Regions from separate parts of the Mus musculus genome. Here region 2 is linked to region 1. A link is a contact called in public HiChIP or PLAC-seq data. All regions are on one chromosome and are shown on one strand. Each heading gives the region's core, a stretch centred on a gene start, on an enhancer-like site or on the middle of the called end of the contact. The rest is flanking DNA. Distances are from core to core; before and after follow the strand shown. Region 1 overlaps Wscd2 (WSC domain containing 2). Region 2 has its middle 5.9 kb from the start of Mir7229.

Evidence for each region. HiChIP or PLAC-seq counts read pairs in DNA pulled down with a chosen protein or histone mark.
Region 2: an H3K4me3 HiChIP or PLAC-seq map of embryonic stem cells shows a contact between it and region 1, with 10 times the contacts expected there. The contact joins two enhancer-like sites. A contact is called at or near these places in 2 of 484 Hi-C or Micro-C datasets (embryonic stem cells and nephron progenitors) and 10 of 115 datasets of contacts at active chromatin or transcription factors (acute myeloid leukemia, embryonic stem cells and stem cell-derived neural progenitor cells).

The regions. Positions count from the first base shown.
Region 1 is chr5:113,584,597-113,588,580 of GRCm38.p6, forward strand. It overlaps Wscd2 (WSC domain containing 2), which reads left to right. Exons shown (of 9, transcript NM_177292.3): 9 at 3,197-3,984. The coding sequence ends at 3,549. Among named protein-coding and RNA genes, the nearest start is that of Gm42002, 17 kb to the right of the region's middle. Within about 2 kb of position 1,620, at least 25 of the 459 cell types and tissues checked have an H3K27ac peak or open chromatin away from gene starts, as enhancers often do. A contact at or near this core is called in embryonic stem cells, where this site is marked.
Region 2 is chr5:113,328,309-113,332,648 of GRCm38.p6, forward strand. No RefSeq gene overlaps it. Among named protein-coding and RNA genes, the nearest start is that of Mir7229, 5.9 kb to the left of the region's middle. Within about 2 kb of position 2,038, at least 5 of the 459 cell types and tissues checked have an H3K27ac peak or open chromatin away from gene starts, as enhancers often do. A contact at or near this core is called in embryonic stem cells, where this site is marked.

The sequences.
Region 1 (3,984 bases), core at 370-2,869:
ACACACACACACACAAACACTTGCAAGTTAGTCAGCAATTATCACTCACCAAGCCATAGAGCCGGTTAGAGGACCAGATGGCCATTTATCTGCAGGCACTTCCTCCTTTCTGGAGGCCTGGTTCCGACCCCCCAGCCCCCTCCCCCACTCCCACCCCACCCCCTCTCCCTCTCTGTTTTCTCTTGAAAAATCACATGTCTACTTTAACTAGGGAGTGTGTGTTTTGGGTCAGTTTTATCCCACTGGCTCTGTGGCTGTCCTACATGTTTACACAAACATGAAGGCAGTGAACAAACCTTCCTATGTATCTTTCCCAAAGAGCCAACATCCTAGCAGAGACAGGCTGTTCTCCGAGTTTGAAGCCAGCTGTCTACAGAGCAAGTTTCAGGACAGCCAGGGCTACACAGAGAAACTGTGTCTCAAAACAAAAACAAAATACACCCTAACAAAAAGAATGGAACATGTTTGTTGAGTTTCCCCCACTGCACGTAGTGAGGTGTTCCCCCTGACTCCAGCACACTTTGGGGTGGGGTGGGGTGGGATAAGAGGGAACAGTTGCCTCTTGTCTCCAGGGGCTGTAACATCAGATGATCATAAAACTCCTAAGCTAAAGGTCACAGGAGAAGTAGCAGAAAAATAAAAGCAGAATTAACCCTTTGAGGAGGAGTTGGGAAACAAAGGCCAAAAATTAACAAACCAAAACATTTCAAAGACAAGGAGAACCAAGACAAAACAAAAACCAAAATCCCATCAGAGTTTCACAGGCAAATGAAATATCGGAAAACAAGCTAAACAGCCGAATCTAAAATGTCTTTAGAGTTCTGGGCGCAAGCAAGCCAAACCAAGCCAAAGGTTAGACCAAAACCTTTCCAACAGGCTTTCAATCAAGCGCTCAGAGCAGATACTTTAAAACAAATACTTTGAAAGCAGACAAAAAGAGATACCTCCCAAAGCTTGATCTGTAACCAGCTCAGAACAGACAAATAGGCTGTCCACAAATGGCAGACACAACTCAGCAACCAACCAACCACCCGGCTGAGGAAACAAAACCAGACAGCCAGGGCTCAATGGATCCAGGCGATTCCTCTGGTGGAAAGTGGGTCGTTTTTTTGGAACCTAACATGTCAGCATATCTGATGACATAAAAACCATAGCTCTCATCTTAAAGGGAATGTGAGAGAGCTTATTCTGAAGCCAGTGAGTGACCGTGGCCCAGAAACGCGGATATAGGTTACTCCAGATTCTGTGTTCCAACTGGGAAGCAGGCTCATGAGGTGTTTGTAGTTTGACAAAACAGTCAACGAACCCAGGCAGTTTAAAAGAGGCGGATACCACAAGACAGGGAAAGCCTTTCTATAAGCCCTGAAAGAACCTAGTGGGGAAACCCCCATTCAACTCCCGATTCGGCGTGCACCCAAGAATCATGAATAGAACACAACACCTTGATGTAACAACACGAGGAGGGTCGAAACATATCTCACATAACAGGAGACAGTGGATTCGACCAGGTTTGAAAGCTAGGGGTTTTTATAGAAAAGGAGTGGGGCTGGGGGAGGAATTGGCGCGGTTTCACATGATTGGTCCATTTAAACATCAGCAGCCTGTTAACATTTAACTTAGGTCAGAGGGGTGAGAGCTAGGGAGGTGACGGGCCTGCCCAGGCATGTCCTGGTCTGTTCTGCTGTGTTCTCAGCCCCAGGTTTCAAAGCTCACAAACAACTCTTTGGGCTATTTGACATACATTACATGAATCACAGGTCTCAAGTTTTATTTCCTTTCAGCCCAAGGTGCTGGCTGATGATATTCTTAGCCTTGGGCTGGTAGAAGCTAGCTGTCTTGTTTGTTTGTTTTAAAGATTTAATTACTTATTTTTATGTATGTGGGTGCACTGTAGCTGTACAGATGGTTGTGAGCCTTCACGTGGTTGTTGGGAATTGAATTTAGAACCTCTGCTCACTCTGGTCGGCCCTGCTCGCTCAGTTCCTGCTCACTCTGGCCCAAAGATTATTATTACTGTAGCTATCTTCAGATGCACCAGAAGAGGGCATCAGATCTCATTACAGGTGGTTGTGAGCCACCAAGTGGTTGCTGGGATTGGGACCTACAGAAGAGCAGTCAGTGCTCTTACCCGCTGAGCCACCTCGCCAGCCCATGTCTTGTCTGTTAATAGATTCCAAAAGGTTTCTACTAGTAGGGGGGGTGTTAGTTCCAACAGACAGATTTGCAAGAGTGAGCTGTGCAGACAGTCTTTGCTACAGTGTGGGTTCTGTTTTCTTCCACCCTTCTCCCCTCTTTTCTTCCACCCTTTCAACCCCTAACACCAGAAAGAAGAAGAAAAAAAGACAAGAGAGGAAAGGAAAAAGGAATATTATTATGGTTAGACTAGTTCCTACCGATTACGTGTGTCAAATTTCTTAGGGCTCCTAGATCTTTGCCATTAGAATCCAAATTTTTCTTCTTTCTCCTTTTTATTTTTTCTTTCCCCTTTTTATTTTTTCTTTCTCCTTTTTATTTATTTTTATGTATTATTTTTTCTTTCTCTTCTTTTATGTACAACTACTCAACAAACCACAACCAACAACTCTCCCCACTCTAAGCTCAAGCATTTATCTACCCTCTGAAAAGTCCCCGGAATCCCCGGTGTCACACAATTGCAGAAACCATCTGCAGCTGGCAAAATGATCTGCCTGCTAGGGCACAAGGCAAATCATAAGACAGCTGCTGTGGACAGTCTGAAGCGGCCCCTACCCACACCTGGGATTAAAGCAAAAGCAAATTCTTATATTCCTAAAGAAACCAAAATTGTCACTACCTAGGTGTTCCAGAGGTCTAGGCCTAGCCCAAGGTAAGCTAATTAGTCCTTGGATCTGCAACATTCCAACCTCCCCCACAGAACTACAGTCTCTACCCATACAGCTTCTTGGGGTCCAAACCCAGAGCTTCCAGCAATCTTGGCAAGCGAGTGCTCTCTGCTCCCAGCCCTTCCTGTATAACCCAGCATCTCTGTGCCTCCGCAGTTTGGTGGTATCTGTTTTCAGGCTGTGGTTCTGTGTATAGGTAGGGCTGTGCCTGTAGTAAACCAGGCACCAGCCAGGGGTGTGTTACCCAAAAAAGCACACGTGGGTTTCAGGCGTCCGGAAGGTTTGTCATCTGCCCATCTATCTAGTGGCGGGCTGACGCTCTGCTCTCTCCGCAGAGTGGCCCGAGTTCGTGAGGAACTATGCCCCGTGGTGGGCCACGCACACGCTGGACTGGCTCAAGTTTGGCAAGACCGTCCTGGTGGTGCACTTCGAGGACCTGAAGCAGGACTTGTTTACGCAGCTGGGCCGCATGGTCAGCCTGCTGGGCGTGGCGGTCAGGGAGGATCGGCTGCTGTGCGTGGAGAGCCAGAAGGACGGCAACTTCAAGCGCTCGGGGCTGCGCAAGCTGGAGTATGACCCTTACACAGCCGAGATGCGCAGGACCATTGCCGCCTACATCCGAATGGTGGACACGGCACTACGTAGCCGCAACCTCACTGGGGTGCCTGATGCCTATGGCCCAAGATGATGGGCAGCCAGGGAGGGACCCAGCATCCGGTGCCCCTTGGCTTCAAAGAGCTGGCTTCCCTCTGGCACAAAGACAGCCCCAGGCTTCTGCCTGCCTTCAGAAAGGCCCCTCTGAGGCCTCAGGAGGAGGAGATATCTAGACACCTTTCCCTGGAGAGTAGGCTGCCTGGTTTGGAGTATCCCAGACCCTGCTATTGGTGGTGGGAGAAGGGAGAGGCTATCTGGCAGAGGTTGGGAGGGTCTGGCTGTGGCAGCTGATGGACATTTTGCAAGCAATGACCCTCTTCTGACTGTGTGGGCCCCTGCCTCTTCCCCTGAGCAGGCACCAGCTTTCTGATCTCTCTCAGGCCACCTCTGTGTGACAGACAGCTGGCTGGGACCTGTCTCCGTGGCCTTGGGCGTCTCACTTCTGAGGACCATGGAGACTGGTGCTCTG
Region 2 (4,340 bases), core at 788-3,287, 260 kb before region 1:
TAAAGTTTGTCAGCTTGATCAGAATTTTTTGACTTGCTGTCCATTCTTTGTGTTTCTTGTCCTCCATTCTCTCCACAGGTGGTTTCTCAGACCCTGTTCGACTGTCTCACAAGTAGGGACACCAACAGTAGCTGACTTCCGTCTTCTCCTGCTCCCCTCCCCCAAAGAAATTCTTGACAAGGCCTGGCTGCAAAGGTTGACTTAAATTATCTGCTCAGGTGACTGAAGGGACCAGGTTCTGCCCTGGAACCTGGGCAGGGGGTCACTGCAGGAAGCACTGCTCTGTACTGAGAGCTAGCCAGCCCCGACCAGTGGTTCCTAAAGCAGCCTGTGGCTAGGGAATGCCTGAAGAGATGGCTGGTGTACAGGTGGTGGGGGTGAGGGATGGGGTGAGGAGGGCACTGTTTGGGGTTAGTCTCTGGACCATTTAACTCTCACTGTGAGGTCTTAAGAGAGTGGAAACCCACCAGGGCGGGTGGTTGGTCACGCCTCAATCCTGGTGACTTTTAAGAAGTTACCAAGCCTTGGGCATTCCATTAGAGTAATGGAAAATAGACTCAGAGGCCTTCACGACCTACCTTTTCCCCTCTGCTGCATTGGCAATGGCATGAGTCAGCCAGCCAAACCTGTAAATACCTTTTGGTGGCACCTTGCACGGGAAGCAACTTGCGCAGAAGCATGTGTGTGTGTGTGTGTGTGTGTGTGTGTGGCCAGCAGGTTGCCTGGAAACTGCTTCCCTCAGAAAGAAGACACAGCTTTTATTATGGTAGATGGCATACACTCTTGAAGTCCAAGAGTACCTGAGCCTTCATGATCTGTTAGCAGGAAGGGTCTCTGTGAGCACCCAGAGCCATTGCCTGACCATGACTGCTTCTCATAGAACATCCACCTGGCCTCTCCACCCCGACACCAACATGCCGTCTGCCACCCCTGCCTGGCCCACTCGCTCTTGTCACTGACTTCCACCATCAGCACTGGGGGAGTGAAGGGGTCTTGGGAGTTTTCTAGTCCTTAGACTTATATGCAGGAAGGTCTCTAGACTCAGCCATCACCTCTCCGGGCCATCTCCTCAGAGACAGTAACACACTGGAGGAGAAAAGAGACTTCCCAGGGTTAAGTGTCAGTGAGAACAGACCGGGGTGTGGTCACGCACAGGTAGCAGAGGGAATCCTGTCCTTGCAGCTCCTGGAGATCCCCCCCCCAGGGCCCCCAGAGTGACCTGCTCCAAACAGCAGAGTCCAGGGTCGGCACCTCTGGCGTGGCACTTGCAGGCCCAGGGATCTCCACTGTCCAGGTGAGCTGCTCTGCCTCCAGCTTCAGCTGCAGAGCCAATGTGTACTTTCTAGGGTCCTCGCTGCAGACGGTGCGCTTGTGCTCAGGCACTCAGGCTTAGGGACAACAAGCACAGCGGCATGCCAGCCTGGTCACCTGACACTCTAGTGACAAGTCCTTGAGACCTCATGACCTTGGTTGGGGTGTGGGACTTCTCCGTGGCACCCACCCACCAGTGCACTCAACCACTCACACACATCTCAACCTCAAGTGGCACGCAGCCAGCCATGTGCAGACGTCTAGTTACGTTGGTAAATAGGCGATTCAGAAAAAAACCAATTCCATCCCCAGGAGCATCCCAAAGAGCAAAGTACTTGGGAGTGACCCTCCCTGCCCCCCCAGCCAAGGAAGTCTGACACGCTACCAACTTTTGCTGAGGTTAAGGGCTCACAGTAAAAGAGAAGACAATGCATAATCATTAGCCAGGAACTTCCCGAGGGGTCTAAACATCAAATACAATGTTGCCGTGCTAATTCTTGGTTGCCAACTTGACTACCTCTGAAATGAACTACAATCCAGAACTTCTAAAGATCTCATGAAAAGGAATTAAAGAAAGGTCCAGGTGTGATGGTTTGTGCCTTTAATCCCAGAAGACAGAGGCAAGCAGATCTTTTGAGTTCAAGACAAGCCTGGTATAGAGCAAGTTCCAGGTAAAGAAAGACCTAAATCCCAGCATGGTAGTGCACGCCTTTAATCACAGCATTCAGGAGACAGGAGCATGCAGAGTTCAAGGTCACTCAACAAAGCAAATTCCAGGACAGACAACCTGAAGCAGTGAAGGAGTTAGAAAAACAGAAAAGAACAAGTGGGCCATGCCCCAGCCTCAGCAAGCAACAAAACTCCCGCAGCTTTGGCTACGTGACTTTGGCTTTGGCTTTAGAGTCAAGAATAGAGGGGACAGCTGGGACAATTATGCTGGTTAGCTGGAGCTAAGAAATGAGCAATGATTAAGAAGAGACCAGCATCACTGAGGTGAAATCTGGGAAGCATTTTCCGACAGCACAAAGAAGCTGTGTTCCAGAGATAGACCCTCCTCCTGGCTGCCTGCAGAAGACAGTCTCCTTCCCACTCTGTGGATCAAGAAGTAGAACTCCCAGGTCCTTCTCCAGCACCATGCCTGTGTGCACAATGCCATGCTTCCTCCTATGACGATGATGGACTGACTGAACCTCTGAAACTGTAAGCCAGCCCCAGTTAAATGCCTTGTCCAAGGTTTCCCTTCACAACAATAAAACCCTAACTAAGACAAACTTTTTCATCTAAATTCTATTGCTGGGTTGGGGGATGCTGCATAGCCTAGAGGGCACAATGCTGTGGATTCAAAACAACAGACTGTTGTCAATAGATGAACCAAACAGTAATTGTGCCACATATACACATGGAACACTATTCAGTCTTGATTTAAAAAAAAAAAAAAGCCAACCTTAATAACCATACAGATTTACAGGTAATTCAAGTTGTGTGTAGGGGGAGGAATGGGGGCAGTGTTTCTGCAGACAGAGACAGCCCAGTCTATAGAGAGCTTGCTATATACAGTGTAAGGACCCAGCTTCAAATCGGTTGAGGAAGAGACCTAAGGTCAACCCATACATGCCTCCACATGTCTGCTTACACATGTGTGCACATGAACGAGCATAAAGCTCACACACAGAGAAATCAACTAAAGTTGTCGGGTGATACCATTTGGATCCGATTACATCCCAAAGTGTTAAAGGTTTGGACCACAGTTCAGCGAGGTGGAAGGCAATGGTGAGGCTGAGAGAGAGGCATTAGAGCATGCCCTCAATGAACATTTTGCAAGATGCCAGTGTCTCTCCTCCCCGCCCCTGACCCCGTTTCACCCCATTACATGACCATGGCTTTTAGGCAACCGCAAAGCAGTGGGGCTGGCTGGCTGCCCCGCGTGCGGGCTGACACCTCCAAAACCCAGAGCCAAAATCAGCCTTTCCTCTTTTCCAGGTGATTTCTTCCTTAGGTATTTTGTTAGTGACAGAAGCCCAGCAAGCACAGAGGATTTACACAACCCAATCTAAGTGCTTCTGCCAAGCTTCACCTGCAAACACCGTAGTGGTGTACTGCGTATGGGCACACATATCAGTGGGGTTATCACAGGGCTTAGCAGTAAACTTACCTACCCGTGGCTAATTTGCGTTTTTTAAAAAAGAGATTTTGACTATTCATTAGAGGAATTGATACGTCTTTTCAACAGACAATCTCCTCGGTGGAGATGCTCGCATACAACAGACCTGAGCTGGGCCTGTACTTCACCCCATGCCTAAAAACGGAACCCGAAAGATGAAACTTTAAATGTAACACTGAAAATTAGGAAGCAAGCACAGGTAGATTTTTTTTTAAATGGCCCTCGTTTGGCAACTTATTGGGTATGACATCAAAGAAGCAAATGAAAACAATATACATTTTATATATGGCATGCTGTTGGTTTGACGAGGAGGGGCGGATGATGGGCATGTGATTATTTTATGTAGCAATTGTTTTTCTGTATATGTAAAAAAAAAATCTATACCTCAAACACGTCCCATCATTTCTAAGTGGTAGAAAAACTAATTGGCTAAGTTCCTCTGGAATTGAGTTTGTACTTAGATAATTATAACTTATCAACAACGTCACTTCCTCAATACTGAGTAAAAATAAACTCAGAATATCTGAAAACAAGAGATGAGGTGAGAAGAATGTGGGTAAAATACGTGTTCTAGTATTAAATATAAAAGTTCTTTATTCTCTGCCGGCAGGTGCCTGTGCCCCATGTGCATGCAGTACCTATACAGGCCAGGAGAGGGCGGGAGATCCTCTGCAACTGGAGTCACATGCGTGAGCTTCCATGCCGGTGCCGGGAATCGAATCCTTTACTAGCAGCCCTGTGCTCTCTGAACGAGTGAGGCATCTCCCTAGCCCCAGCTATAAATTTCTTTGTAAAACAAAAATACAGACAGCGCCATCTCTACAGCCCTGGCTTGGGTTGTTTCTATCCGTGTGCCGTCTGGGAAGAC